2 separate regions of the Mus musculus genome follow, and region 2 is linked to region 1. The links are chromatin contacts, called in public promoter capture Hi-C maps. All regions are on one chromosome and are shown on one strand. Each heading gives the region's core, a stretch centred on a gene start, on an enhancer-like site or on the middle of the called end of the contact. The rest is flanking DNA. Distances are from core to core; before and after follow the strand shown.

The links. Promoter capture Hi-C pulls out the DNA fragments that hold promoters and counts their contacts.
Region 2: a contact with region 1 is called in a promoter capture Hi-C map of embryonic stem cells, with 3 times the contacts expected there. The contact joins the enhancer-like site here to the promoter of Gja3 in region 1. A contact is called at or near these places in 9 of 39 promoter capture datasets (the HPC-7 cell line, embryonic stem cells, hippocampal neurons and 4 more), 1 of 15 datasets of contacts at CTCF or cohesin (pro-B cells) and 13 of 484 Hi-C or Micro-C datasets (the G1E-ER4 cell line, the HL-1 cell line, Th1 cells and 5 more).

Annotation. Positions count from the first base shown.
Region 1 is chr14:57,054,208-57,061,999 of GRCm38.p6, reverse strand. Gja3 (gap junction protein, alpha 3) reads left to right here and starts at 4,277. Exons shown (of 2, transcript NM_001271623.1): 1 at 4,277-4,473.
Region 2 is chr14:56,827,720-56,835,511 of GRCm38.p6, reverse strand. No RefSeq gene overlaps it. Among named protein-coding and RNA genes, the nearest start is that of 2410022M11Rik, 20 kb to the right of the region's middle. Within about 2 kb of position 4,726, at least 16 of the 459 cell types and tissues checked have an H3K27ac peak or open chromatin away from gene starts, as enhancers often do. A contact at or near this core is called in embryonic stem cells, where this site is marked.

The DNA.
Region 1 (7,792 bases), core at 3,028-5,527:
ACAAGCGAGCCAGATGCTGCAGGGGCTAGCTGGAGAGAGTTGCCGGTGCTGGCAGGAGCGCGGGAGTGTGGTTCGGCCCCACAGAGAGTTGGTGGGTTCATTTTTTTAATATTTCCTGCAACAACCTGGAAGGAGAGAAGAGAAAGGGCCAAATGATCAATTTCTAAAACAACTCTGTTATGAAGACAATAAAAAAAAAACCCCACCAGCTTCTTATGAAATAAAAAGGTGCAACTGAGGGCTAGATAAACCCTTCCTGGGGCCAAGCTTGGTTCTGGGCAATACCAAGTCAGAAATCACTCCACAGATTTTCCTACTCTTCCAGGAACACCACTTCCTAGTTCCTACCATGCAGGACCACAAGCAGGGCAAATCACAAGAACAGATGTCGATTTCTGTCAGTGTTTTGATCAAAGGTATAGCGGCCCATCTGGTAAGGGTGCTGCTGGCACTCTGAGGTGACACACAGCATCGTACAATAGGAGATAAGAGCACTAAGGAGCCGCCGGAGAAGAGACAGGATGGTCACCTCAAGTTTAGAGCCAGCCTGATCTACATAGTGAGGTCCTGTGTCAAAATCCATGCAAAGCAAAACAAACAAAAAGTCTTCAGTATCAGCCACAGGCTCTGCCCTGGTGCCCTTAGCAAACCCCAGCCACTTCCCACAGACCCGTGACTAACCCCACATTTGAGCCAGGCCTGGTGGCTGATGCCTGGACTCCCAGCACAGCAGAATCAACACAATCATAGTGATTTCTCTGTTTTGTTTTCACAGTGCTAGAGACTGAACCCAAGGCAATCCGACAGATTACCTAACCCCTTCAGAGCTCCCCCGGGCCTTAGAGCATGTGATGTAACTTGCTCCTGCCACGGTTGCTATGTCCTCTACACAGATCCTGCATGTGCTGGAGGTCAGTCGGATGAGGAGCAGGCCGTTATTTTATTTATTTATTTATTTATTTATTTTACCGCAGGAAAAATCTCTGTATAGCCTGGGTTGGTTTCAAACTCACAGTCATTCTGCTGCCTCAGCTTCCTAAATCCTGAGAATACAGACTTGTGCCAACAGGCCTTCTTTGACTACTGTTGTCTCATTAAGACTTACACGTGCCTATGAATTCACTTTTTTTTTTTTTTTTTTTTGGTTTTTCGAGACAGGGTTTCTCTGTGTAGCCCTGGATGTCCTGGAACTCACTCTGTAGACCAGGCTGTCCTCGAACTCAGAAATCCGCCTGCCTCTGCCTCCCGAGTGCTGGGAATAAAGGCGTGTGCCGCCATGCCCGGCTTGAATTCACTTTTTAACAAACACTGTTAATCCTTCTGTGGAGAGAGATCAGCACAGCTCAGCACCACGGATGCTTTGAGTACAGGAAGTGGGGCCTCCCCCAACCCCAACCCCAAAGTCTTAGATGACCAGATGTTCGATAAATAATTGAGCTTGTTACAAACGTGCTATTAAAGACATTTATATCCCCAAGTAACGAGACATTGCCCTGTCAATTAGTCTAATTGTTAATGAACAGTGCTGTCTACACTACTTTTAAAAAACTCAAGCAGGGGAATTTTATATGTTGTAAACTTTGGTGCTTAAAGATTCATTAAATTCTGTCCTAACAAGATCAAACACAAGCTTGCTGTGTTACTCTGAGCTGTCACACTGAGGTAGGACAGACACAGTCAACAGATGTGGGTTCAATTTTCATCCCACACACAAAGCAGAGTCATTCAGAGAAGCAATTCTGGCTGCTACCACCAGGGGACGCCACACACAAACACATTTTTACTCTAGTGGCTACTGGGGTAAAGCTCCCTTATCACCCAGGTTCTGGGCACCTGCCACAGAGCCAGGCTCACTGTGTATCATCAGCCTCAAAATGCTGCTAGAACATAGAGATATGATCCAGCTGAGAATCCCTGTCTAGTCAGTTTGTCTTATGTGTGCATATGTATATATCTACTCTCAAATTACCCTAAATGCAGTCTTTGTTAAAAATCCAACAAGAAGCAAACTTTTACAGCCAACTATTAAACCATGTAGTGATTGTATTGGTTGTCACCTAGAAAATATGTATTATGACAAGTGCAAGTCTTTTTTGTCTTTGCATAATATCATGTAAAATGTTCATATATATATATATATATATATATATATATATATATATATATATATATATAAAATCGTCTTCCTCATTTTAAGCACGCAGTTCCTGTGGCTTTAAGCACATCCACACTGCAAATGCCTCCCATTCTGTTTCCAGAACTGAAATCCCACACCCACCACTAACTCTGCGTTCTCCACTCCATGAGTCCCAGGAACTTAATACCTTTTTTTTTTTTTTTTTTTTTTTTGAGAAAGGATCTCAGGCAGTCCGGGCTAACCTTGAACTCCCAATCTTTCCACCTCCACTTCCCACGTGCTGGAATAACAGGTGTGTGCTTCCATACCTCAGTCTCTATGCTTGTTTTGATTTTTAAACAGAGTTTCCCCCATCTGCCTCAAGACAGTCTCAAATTCCCACCAAACCGCCTGAGTCTCAAATGCTGAAACTATATTTACCTGGCTTTAGTTTGACAGCACGCACGTCTTATATGTTAACTCAGACAGCATCTGTTCCTGTTGTAGCTGGCTTTTTCATTGCCATATGATCTATCTTCATATCAATTGTACATTCATGTTCTTTTCTAAGGCCAAACAATATTTTACAGCACTTAAAACCTCATCTGTGCGCCCATCCATCTTTCTGGGAGCATCTAGATTACTTCCACCTTTCCACTCTTGAACTGTGTTATGAAGTGGGTGTGCAAAGGGTATTTGCAGTTACACATTTTAAATCTATTTCCAATAAAAAGTTGCAAATCATTATTATACTTCTGGCTTTACCAATACAATACTAGAGTTTGTCCAAGACGGTGCAAGTCTTTTAATACTTCTGATGCTTCTGTGGGGAGAAGTATTCTTGTATTTCTTGGAGAGAATAAAAACAACAGAAAAATAAAACCTTCTAGAATAACATTTCTGGATTTCAAAAGAACCTAGGCAGGTGTGCAGTGCAGGCTGCCATCACGGCCCTGGGATGTCTGCAGGAGGTTCCGGTTGAGACCAGGTCCCGCTCCCGGAGACCCTGTCTAAGAGACAAAACGAAATAAAACAAAACTGTATCCATGTGTTACCAAGTCCTGCAGGAGACCGGCTTCACGTCTCTTCATAAGCTTTGTTTTCTTTCTCGTTGGAATACGCTTAAATTCAGACTCGAACAGAACGACTGAATTCTTCAAAGTCAGCGGATTGCAAACCCAAATAGAGCCAAACTTTTTAATGAAGCAATAGGTCTTTAGGGGGACTGTAAAACAACCAGAAATGCACATTTTCCCTTATTCCTAAAATAAATCCATCACTCATAAAGGGACTTTGGGGATCCCTTCTAAAACTGCCACCAACATTCAGTGAATTATTATTTACTAATGATTAGCTGCTGTTCAAGTCCTGTTAGACCCTAGGAAGCCAGAGGAAATGGACAAGGCCAAGATTCTGTCCCTCTCGGTGTCGGTGTCTTATGACTCTCAGAGAAACTCCGAGGGTTAGACACATTAAAAGCCTCACCCCGATGCGGACAAGCTAACCGGACCACACTCTGCCATCCCATCCCCAAGACCGTCTGGAACAACTTGCCCGCAGGGACATCTTCCCCAACACTTCAGGCCATGCCAAGTTTCAAGCGCCTTGGAACAAGTTAATTTAAAAAAATTAGAATCCGTGGAGCTGTCGGCTAATTTGTGTCCGCCTGGAAGCAGGCTGGCGGCCGCTATTTATAGCTTGTTGCCCGCGGGGGCGTCTCTATCCGACAGGGTGAGACAGGATTCCGGCTGGGACTCGCCCGAGGAACAAGTCTGCATCCCCAGGCGGCGACACCCGGGCGCGACCGAGGCGCCCTCCCGACGCCCACGCGCGCAGCGCCCAGGCCGCTCTGGCAGTCGGTTGTGCCTTGCTCCCGCCCCGGCTGTCCACTCCTGCCCTATAGGACCCGGCCCTCGGGTGTCTGCGGCCGGGAACCCCATCCGACACCTGCGGCGGATCGGCGGAGCTGAGAGAGCCCGGACGAGGAGCGCGCGTGGTGCGCACTGGGGTGCAGGTGGCGCCCGAGGATGTGGGCGCGCGAGGAGGGGGCAGGTGCCAGCTTCCCCAGACGGGACCCGGTGAGGGGCGCAGGGGCGTGGCCTGTGGGATGCGGGGAGGCGTGGCTGGCAGAGTGGGAGGTGGCGAGGGCGTGGCGGGGCGACAGGGCAGCGGCGTGGGGCGCCAAGTGCGGTGCGTACCGCGGTGGTGGGGATGGCGGCCGGGGCGGAGAGGCCCGGCCCTAGCGCGGGGCGCTCGTGGGAAGAAGGGGCACCGCACGAGTAAAGAGGGAGCCTCCTTTACAGAGCAGGCCGAGCCCGACTGGGCGAGGAGCGCCGGTGCCGCCGCGGCCGAGCGGGGTAAGGCAAACTGGGAGTTCCAGGGCCATATTGGGGACCCGACAGCACCAGGGGTGGCGGGACGCGGCGCTGTCACCCCTGGGCAAGGCCCTGTTGCTCCCCGATCTTGGGAGGCTTTCGTGATTCTTTGGATTGTTGTGGGGTGCAGTAGGGCTGGGGAGCTGAGCCTTGGGAAACTTTGGGAAAGATTACTGTTCTTCTAGACTCCTAAAGACCTGGGCGGAGCGCCTGCTCTCTTTAATGGACGGTCAAAGCTGGGTCGAGATGGTTTGCCCTTGGGTTGGGGAAAGCAACCAGTCCCTATCCCCAAACAGCAGGGATCCTAAGGTCATTTTAACCTGCAAGTGGCCTGCAAGTGGCGGGGTACATTTGTAGTGTTTGATTGGAAAGAAACAAGGAGGGCCCACTTTTCTCAGAAAAAAAAACTTTTAGAAGTTTATTTTCTTCTTAAATACTTTAGTTGTTAGTACCACGACCCAGCTTCTTGATCTGTACGTGTGTGGCGGTGCACACGAGTAAAGACTGTACATGTTTGGAAGAGCGCCCTTAGCTGCCTTCTACAATAATCTTTTCATTAAGAGACTTGTAGTGACATTAAATTCCAGTGGCGGGCAGCTGTTTGCTTTCTGTCCACTCTTTACACAGGTAACTAGAATTCACTCTCTTGATCAGCCGTCTTGGTACCTGAATAATGTGAAAAGGGCTTCAGCTCTCCAGTTTTCCTTTTATCACGACGCCTCCAAAACGTGCCACTTAACAGCGGCTGTGTAAAACAGCCAGGAAGTGAATTGTGCACAGGCTCTCTCTTGGAATTCAAAACTATGACGATCTGTAATCTGTGCATCACTTCACACACTGCCCTTCTGTCGTGCCGTGAAATATATTGCAAGACAAACATGGAAAGATTAAACTGGAGTAAGGGAGGGGCTTTTCTAAATATCAGTTGTGTTCAAAGTAAAGAGCTAACTTGGCACAAAGTCTCCTGGCTCAGCAGTTTGGCCTCTGTTGAGATAAGCATCAAACAGGGCAATGCTTTGCCCTGTAGTGTGAAGCAGTTTACAAAACGGTCCCACGGGGACAGACAGTGCAGTTTGCTGACCAGCACGTGGCTGGAAGTGGTCGGACTTTAAAATGGCAGGAAACAAAAGTTGACTCTTTGTCGATAAGGAAAGAATTTTAACCAATTTTTTTTTCTGAACAGCACTAAAATTTTAGGGTTTTCTGTTCATTTTTCATAGCTGAATGACATATGATGGGTTTGGAACTTCCTTGCAGCCAGCCTGACGTATGTAGAAACTGGGACTACATCCTGCATTGCTTGAAAGCATGTCTAACAGTACCTAGGACACACAGCCTTAAGAACTCCACCATGTCACAGTCCCATGAACATTAATAAACATACACATTGGTAACTTGCCAGTGTGTGTGAGGACATTCAGAGGATTGAAGGGCCCCCAGGAAGCCTTTCACTTGTGCAGAAAGCCTGGTCCTAGGATCTGGATGTGAAGAAACCCAGACAAACTCAGCTGGTGGCTGGACTCACTTGTGTCTGTCCACCCATCCTTCTGTGGGGCTCCAGGACTAGGCAACCAGGGTCTATATTGCATCTATCCATTTTCCCCATGCCTGCCTCTTCCACGGCCTGCAAACAAGTCTCCAGAGGCAAGGACCACAGTCTTGTTGAGTGTTCACAGCACATACAGCTGCACACAGGATATATTTAATGTTTCCTGGAGAGAGAAACGCACCTGCTATGGTTCATGGGGCCATAACAGCACATGGGACCAGTCTGCTTATGGTTTCACTATATATAGTGCAGAAAGGCAAGAAAATAATAAAATATCACCTACATTTTTATTCTTACAGGGTGCTAAATTCTCCCTCAATAGTAATTAGATTAGCAGCCCAGAGCTGGCTTTTTAAAACCTGTCACAACTTCAGAAGTGTGAAGTCGTTTTTTACACTTGTGTATTTTATTCTTTTTGTTTTGTTTTTTGAGACAGGGTCTTTGAGACAGTAGCCCTGGCTTACGTAGAACTCTCCATGTAGACAAAACTGACTTCAAACTAACAGAGACCCACCTGCCTTAGCCTCTGAGTGCTGGATTGATGGCCTGTGCCACCATTTCTGGCTCATGTAACTTGTTCTTTCGTTTGAAGAATTTTCAGTTTATTTAGTCATTTGCAAACTAATGGTACTAAGTATGAAAATTGCTCATTTTTTTCTTCAGGCAACTCACCCCACTATCTCCATACTAAATTCTATGCTAATCTGTTCGTGAAAATTTATTTCTTGTTAATTTAAAAGTGAGTATTTTAGCTGGGCATAGTGCCTTGTAATCCCAGTGCTGGGAAAGCTGTGGCAGGATTGCTGTGAGCCTGAGGCCACCCTAGACTACGAGAGTTCCCTGACAAGTTAAGCTGAAAAAAAAAAAACCCAGATATTTTGATATGCCGTTTCTGTTTATTATAAAGTGAACAATAGCATCCTATAACCATTGAGGTGCGGGGTTTGTTCACTAAGAGTAGAAATATTTGCATTTTAAGATGATGTTTCCGGTGACATGACGAACAAGGTCACTGGGCTGTCCTTAACTCCTTTTAGGGAGTCTGCATACATGTGTGTCTGGCATGTGAATCACAGCACACGCGGAGTAAGAGGACCAGGCTGTAGCATTGATCCTGCCTTTATAAGGTTGATCTAACGTTTTGCTGAGTCCATCGATTGAACGTGAGAGATCACGCTTGTTCAGCGGGAGTTTTACCTGGAGAGCCATCTCACCAGCCCCTGGGAATTTTGACGGAAGTGTCCCTTTAGCCACTCTCACTGGCAAAAGCTTATAGTGTACTGTAACCTGTCTGCCTTAACACGCATGCTTAACACGTGTGTTCAAGTGTGCAGACTTATAGGATGCAAAGGGCAACACCTGGGACCTGAGCGATCTGCCTACGGCTTCCCCTTGAAGGCGTGTGGAAGGGGAGTGTGGCCAAGAGTTGCAGGTGAGGTTCCTTGCTGGCATTGGCACTATGGGCTGTGCAACCTTGAGCAAATCTCAATACCCCCTCTGGGCTGCCACTTCCTGGGCTGTAAACGAGGACGATAAATGAGACACTTCCGAGGTTCTTAGCGCCGCGGCTGTTTCCGTACGCCAGGTGCAGCAGGTAAGACTCCAGATGACATCACTCTGGCTATACAGTAGAATTACCTTTTAATTGTTTGCAGGATCAGAGCTAGAAAAGCCAATCAGGCTGCCCGACTTAGGCATTTTAGGCGTACCAAGAGCCTGCTGAGATCTCTCGTATATTAAAGTATTCCATGG
Region 2 (7,792 bases), core at 3,477-5,976, 230 kb after region 1:
TGGCTATGGCTACAGGAATCTGCACAGGGGGAACTACCTAAGAGATATGTTAGTGACATTAAGCAGGTATTTGTTGTGGTAAATTTCTCCAACCCAAATATACCCCAGCAATGAAAACACAGCACAATTAATGATTACATGCTGTGCACCTAGATTGGGCAAATCTACCACTACATTACCATCTTTCAGAGCTTATGAGACCCCTTAGAACTTGCAGTTTCTCCAGGCCATATGCTTCTGCTCTGCTTTTCTCCTTCTTCCTCCTCCTCCTTGTCCTCTCCCTCTTCCATTTCCTCCTTCTTCTCTCCCTCCCACCTTCCGCTCCACCTTCCCTCTTATCTGCCCAACCATCAGCTCTCCTTTATTTTACAAATTAAGGTGGGAAGCAGGTTTACAGGAAATCACCTGAGTGCTGACTCATTCCTTGTTCACAACCACTCACAGAAGAATGGAATTAATATCGAATATAATTAGCTCCAGTCCTATCCACAACAGGTATCCTTTCCTTGGAGGGCTCCCAGGTTTAGCTTAGGTTGGTCAAATTTACAGTTGTCAGGATTGGAACAGGAGCTTACTGTTTGGTTACTATTAAAAGGAAATAAAACTTGAGACATGTGATTCATGTAATTTATGTCAAATAGCCCAAAGAGTTGTTTGTGAGCTTTGAAACCTGGGGCTGACAACATAGGAGAACAGGCCAGGACATGCCCAGGCATGTTAAGACATTCCTGAGGCTGCTTAGCCATAAAGATAATGACATGCGAGACTGGCCCGGTAGCCTCCTATCTCCCCCCTTCTGACCTAACTTAAATGTTAACAGGCTGCTAATGTAAATGGACCAATCATGTGAAACCTCGCCAATTCCTCCCCCAGCCCCACCCCTTTTCTATAAAACCCCTAGCTTCCAAGCCTCCGGGTCGAAACCACTGTCTCCTGCGTGAGATACATTTTGAACCGGAGCTCCCCCATGTGGTAGACACCTCTGTCTCCTGCGGGAGATATTTGTCGGCCCGGAGCTCCGTCATTAAACTACCTCATGCTTTTACATCAAGATGGTCATCTGTTTGTGATTCTTGGGTGCATGACGAACTAGAATTGAGTGGGGGTTTCCCCACTAGGTTCTTTCACTATCAATCCCAATATAATATAGGGGTTTGAGGTCCAGGCATAGACAGCAGTCCTGACCATGTCCAGTTGAGGATGGTTAAGTGACTGATAGACCATTCTTAGCATTCTGAGGAACTGTCTTCGGTAGGCATAGATTTTTTTTGCAACCTGTTTTTAATAAGGGTTCAAGCTCTCCCCTAGCCAGCAAAGGTAGTGGAAGAGAAAAGTTATTAGGATATGAGGGAAAGTGGATCTGTCCAACAATAGTTCTTTGGGGGCGAGCTCAATCTTCTTTGGCAGCAGTTCAGTCCTGTAGCAAACACCAAATACGATTCAGCAGCTGCAGACCAGTCCTCTAGGCAGGCAGACACCAGGCATGAACCAGCAGCTATAAGTCCAGTCCTCTTCTCAGACACCAGGCATGAACCAGCAGCTGTAGTTCAATCCAGAAGAAACCACAAGGGTTGTCAACCAGCCTGAGGTTTGAAGAGCCACAGGAACATTCACCACCAGTTCTTTGGTGAGTTTTTTCAATGGTGTTGATATAACAAGTTGAGCTCAAAAACACTATGTAAGGGGAACAAATTCATGGGTGTCATTTGTCGTTGGTCCTCCCAGCCGGCCGAGACATGACCAACACAGACACCAAGTCGGGTTCACACAGCAACTTTACTTTGGGCTTTTTCTTTTACAGCTCTCTTCCCCAGCAGCTTCTTTTAGGGCAAGGGCTAAACTACTCCTATTCTACTTCTGGCTTCTACCTAGGGCAAGGGCTAAACAAAACTCACTACTCTCGCCGACTCACCTCCTTCTAGCTCCACCCCACCTCATCCAATCAGAATTCACAAACGCTCCAGGCAGGAGCTTAGGTCGTTCACAGATAGGCTGACAGGTCTGGATCACAAGGAACTGTCCGCCTGGCAGGCAGCCCATGCATGCAGCCTCACTGCGCATGCTCAGGCAAGGCAGTAAACAAGTGGGTTTCACTTCACGGGGCCTGCGGCCACACCCACTTCCCCCCAGTCATTAGGGAAGAATAGTGAGGTAGAGCAAACCAAACCAATGCTCAGTGCTCCTCTGCCACTGTCTATGGGATCATATCATCATGGTTCCTTTCACGTCTGTGCTGTATCAAAACGTCCTTTCACCTATGTCTGCTCCAGGAAAACATTCTTTCACATGTCTGCTTTAGCAAGACATCTTTTCACCTGTGTGCCCCAGAAAAACATCATTTTACACAACTTCCCAAAGAAACTAGAAGTTTCCACTTCAGGGTTCCACTGCTACTTCACTTTTATGCCCTGAGTTACTGAAGGCATTCCTGGACAAACTAGGCTTATCACCTTAGGGGCTCATTTCCCAGAGGTTTCACAGTAGGCAGGTTGGGGCTGATGGGCTGGATGACTCTAAGTGCCAGACTTTTTTGAGAGTAAATTTGTTGTCTGGGTCTGGACCACTGATATATAAGCTGACTCCCCAGGTTTTACTGGTTTTTCAATAAAGACCTTTGGCTTTCTGCCAGGCCCTAACCTTTGTGGGTATGAGATTACATTGCCTGTGGCTGTAAGTCAGTTGTGTTGGTCCTATTTCTTGGACTATGAATGGATCCTAGGAATGAATGTGCCCAGGGAAACGCAGTTTCACAACCCTACTTAGCACAGTGGTATTCTGCTGGCTCCTGGCAGCTTGGGGAGTTGTCAGCTATGCAACCATGGTACTAGATAAGATTAGAGCCCTTTCTCTTCACCTGTGGACCTGCAGATCCAGCAGGGAGTTTCTCCCCTGGAGAAAACAAAGCATCTGTTAGTAGCCTCTGGAAGTAATAGTTGTCAGAAGTCTACCTGGAATGTGTGTTGAGGTGAAGTGGATAGACCGGCTATGTGCTCCCTGACACCCCATCCCACCCCACCCACCCATCCACACACTTCTTAAATTTCAGACCCAGGGTCATGTTGGACAGTAAAACCATGCCAGGAAGCTTGGTAAGGTAGAGCAGGTTGAGATCTGGAGACTCAGTAAGCACACACTTAAGACTTAGGCCACTCCCTGCTGTCTGCCAGATTCCTGGCCTGGAACACATGCCACATTCCTCACATAAGGAAATGTGACTTGTGGTCACATAGGCCCAGAGCAGAATTCTCCAAACTAAGCTGGGCATGGTAGTGCACTCCTTTAATCCCAGCACTCGGGAGGCAGAGGCAAGCAGATTTCTGAGTTCGAGGCCAGCCTGGTCTACAAAGTGAGTTCCAGGACAGCCAGGGCTATACAGAGGAACCCTGTCTTGAAAAACCAAAAATTTTTAAAAAATAAATAAATAAATAAAAAGAATTCTTCAAGCTATTGAGGTACCTAAAGGCCCAGAGGGCTTAGCCAGTAAGCTTCCCTTCCCAGACATTTCTCCCCTCCAAAGGTATTTAAACCCAGGTCCACCCTGAGAAGTGGTTATGCTACAGTATGCACCCATTTTCCACTATGAACATCCAATAAACTGTTTAGAACCATGGACTGTCTCTTTTATTGAGATCCATCATGGGGAGCCATAGAGAAGGCATTTGCCTACAGAGCCACAGCTTAATTCTCCTGTAGGAGGCCTCTCTGAATTTCCAGCCTGTCTGCCAAGCTAATGACAATCACTGATAGGACAAGCCAGAGCTTCTCTTTCCCAGCTCCAGGCTAGACACTGTCCCCAGCCCTCAGGTCCCCACCTTCATTATTGGCTCTTCTGAGATTCCCAGCAGTGCCTCCATGTCCAAGAGTCTGAGAACCCCATGGCTCCAGCTTCATCGCAGGCCCAGGGACCCCAGAACCAGCTCCAGCCTTCCTACATCTCAGACTGTGTTTTCTCACCCCTGGAGTGGTACCTCAGTGCTTCCCTACAGCCTGTCAACCCACCCTGGCAATCAAACTCCCTGAGTTTTGCCTCTGAGTGATCATGCCCTTAGGCAGGCTAAACTTGGACCGACAGGGTCATAGTTTATAAGGGTTTGGGGCCTTTTCTACAGGGAGACAAAGACGACAAAATAAAACCATCATAATCATAGGACCCCTATCAGTCTTATCTTTAGGGAGTTAGAGGACCTGGTCATGACACATCTGTTGTTGTCTTCTGTAGTTTCCTTCCGCTGGGTCTGGTGGATTCATGAGATGACACTGGTGACCTTCACCACTGTGAGGGTGGTGAGGACCACAGGTATGGACCTTTTTTTTTTTTTTTTTTTTTTTTTTTTTTTTTTTTTTGGTATGGATCTTTTTATGTCGCCTCTGAGTCTGAATCTTCTTTATCCATACAAAGCCACCAGGCCAGGACTTGTGGGCAAGTTCATAAAAGGGTAAGGCCACAGACTCTCAAATTGTCTGATAAATAGGCCTCTAGACCTGTTTTGAGGCCTGTAAGGGTTTAAGGAAGGTGTGGGAGGTGTGGTTAGTCATTTCTGCCTTATAAATATCTTTGAGCTTAGAGAAGAGTGAGGGTGTGGTGATCTGAATATATTTGGCCCTTGGGAATTTCTACTATTAGGAGTTGTGGCCTTACTAGAGGAAGTGTGTCACTGTGTAGGTAGGCTTAAGGGCTCCTAGTGCTTAAGCTCTGCCCAGTACAGAAGAGTTCAAGTCTCTTTCTGGTTGCCTTCCAACCAAGATGCAGAATCTCAGTTCCTCCTCCAGCACCAAGTCTGCTTGCATTCAGCATTGCTTCCTGCAGCCCTGCTTCCTATTATGATGATAATGGACTGAAACTTTGAAATTGAAAGCCAGTCTCAACTGTTTGTTGTCCTTTATAAGAGTTGCCTTGATCTTGATGTCTCTACACAGTAATAAAATCCAAACTAAGGCAGAAGCTGGTACCAGGAACCAGCCTCTGTGATAGGCATGACCAGCTGTGATAGGCATGACCAAGTTTTTGTTTGGAGGAATGTGGATTTGGGGACTTTGGATTTGGAAAGCCATGGAATGCTTTAAGTGGGACTTTATCAACCCTCTTAATAGGAATATAGAAAGACATTGGTGCTGAGGGTGATTTGAACACAAGAAATTGTTCTTATAATGTTTGATGAAGAATAGTACTTTTTGCCCTTGTCTGAGGAGTCTACCTGAGGTTAAAGTTAAGAAAATCAGATTAATTACATTGACAAAGGAAGTCTCACAAAAGCTCAACATAGACTTTGTCCTCTGGTTGACTCTCATGAAGAGCATTTTAATCAAGCATAGCAAGCTTAGTAAGAAAAAAAATACAGACTGTGTGGTTCAAGTATTAAAGGGGAGCCAGAGTGTGGAATGTGGTGGTTTGAATGTGCTTGGCCCATCAGAAGTGCTACTATTAGGAGGTATGTCCTTGCTGAAAGAAGTATGTTACTGTGTAGGCAGGCTATAAGGACTCCTAGTGTTCAAGCTCCTCCCAATGCAAAAGAATCAGCATCTTCTTGGCTGCCTTCAGATCAAGATGTAGAACTCTCAGTTCCTCCTCCACCACCATGTCTGCCTGCACAATGCCACATTTCCCACCTGTCTCAAACTCTGCAGTATATAGGTACAACATATTTTCCAATTAACATTTAGGATCTTTGTTAGATTTGGGGAGATGTTGGCATTAATATGGAGCCATTGTCAGACACCAGGCAGAGAGGGGTCTAGGAATCAACACTTGAAGGAGTTTCTTGGTGACCACGAGGCTATCTCTCTTCAGGTATCATAGGCTTCTACCTATTCAGAGAAGGCGTTTATGAAACTAACAAATAGAGCCAAGAACTGTGGGATTGATTTTTGTAAAGTCCACTTCCCAATAGTCTCTGGTGTGGTTCCTCAGGCATGGATTTTGTCTGGGTCTTTTCTTTCTCCTTTGGGGTTTACTTTTATAGAAGTGATATGTCCAGCACAATGTTTTTGACAAGATTATCTACAGGGATATAATATCTGGGCCTGAGTAGCTTGGCAGTTTTGAATGTCCCCAGATGGTTGGCCTGCCTGGTAGAGTTTGATTACCATCTATCTCCCTGTAGAGGCAGAGAGTACAAGTCTCCCACCCAGCAAGAACCACTGCCCATTTGTCTGTTATTTGGCATCTTTTCTGTTTGCCTATGGTTTCTTCCTATGTGCAGGTTGGCACTAGAGCAACCTTTAGGTAACCAAGATCTGAAGAGGCTCCTCTGGTTCCAGGGCCTCATTCTGGATGGCCAGGTCTATGCCTTGTTCCCTTGGGCCTCTGGAGATTTTTCTTTTTAATGCCCTTTTTAGAGGACAATGGCTACCTCTTTTGGCAGTCATATGGCCTCTAGTAAGGCCAGAAATTGTTTGTTTTTAATTTTCCTTTCCACCTGAAGTAAGGAGTTCCTTCTCCCTATAAAGGGTCTGATAGACATGGGTTGTGGCAAATACATACAGTCTGTATAAATAGTGATGGCTTTTCCCATCCCCCAGCAAAGTACCTGGGTTAAGACCAGGAACTGATCCCTTTGGCGTTGAAGTCCCTCAGCTGAGAGACTGGGCTCACATTTGTAGAGGTAATATTTTGTACAATGTATGGAAGTTTCACCTGTCAATAAAAAAGTCTTTGGCCAATGAGCTGAGGCAGGATTTGAAGACAGGACATCCAGTAGAGAGAGATTAGATTTCTGGGATAGAGACAGGCATTGGAAAAAATTTGCCTTGAGACAGAGAAAATGACTGTCTCATGAAACTGAGGACTAAGTACCATACCACATGACAGAACACAGAATAAAAAACAAACAAACAAACAAACAAAGCAAGTAATTGAGATATAACCTAATCATGGAACAGAGTCAAAGCTACTAGCCTCAAAATTTATGCATATGTATAAGTCTCAGAGTCATTATTTCCAGGAACTTATACACAGGTAATGTGCAGGTGGGAAAGTGCACATTGTTCTGTCCAAGGCAATAACTGTGGCCCTGGCATACCTGATTCCATCTTGAGCAAAACTGCTTCTATCACTGTACAGTATGTCTTCTGTTTTTCATACCAGGACATCCATCAGATCAGATCTGACTAATTGGACTATTTCAGTCACTTCTAGGCAGTTATGGAGGGGCCTGCTGGGTTATCATCTAGCCCCAAACTAGCTGAGTTGATAGCTGAAGTTTTATACAATCAGATATAGGGTTATTCCAGGAGACTTGCTCAATAATATGTTACTCAGACCTTCAAAATCCACCTTTCATCAGGAAGTCTCTACAGAATGTGGAGTTGTTGAGAACATTTCTTGGCCCAAAAGTCAATGTGTCAGCTTCATTTACTAGCATGGCTGTAGCAGAAACTGCCTGCAAACAAGTCTGATGTTCTGGCTGATTTTTTGTGTCAACTTGATTCAAGCTAGAGTCATCAGAACAATTCCTCCTCCAACATGGTGTGCTAAAACCTGGAGGTCTCTTGCACTTGAACCCACAGAATTCTATCTCCAGAGCAGGCTGGGATCAGAAGGATGCACCACTTTGCCTCACTTGATGCATTGTTTTAAGAAAATATTCCTGTAAAAGTGCTTGTCAAGGGCTTAAAAACTAACTAAACATGTATATGATGGTTTATGTAAGGCTTTTAAAACAGTGGTTCTCAACCTGTGGGTTGTGACCCCTTTGGTGGTCAAATATCAAGTTAACTGTAACAAAATTACAGATATGAAGTAGTTCTTTCCTCCATGTTCAACATGGGAACTGAACTCAGGTGTTAGGTGTCT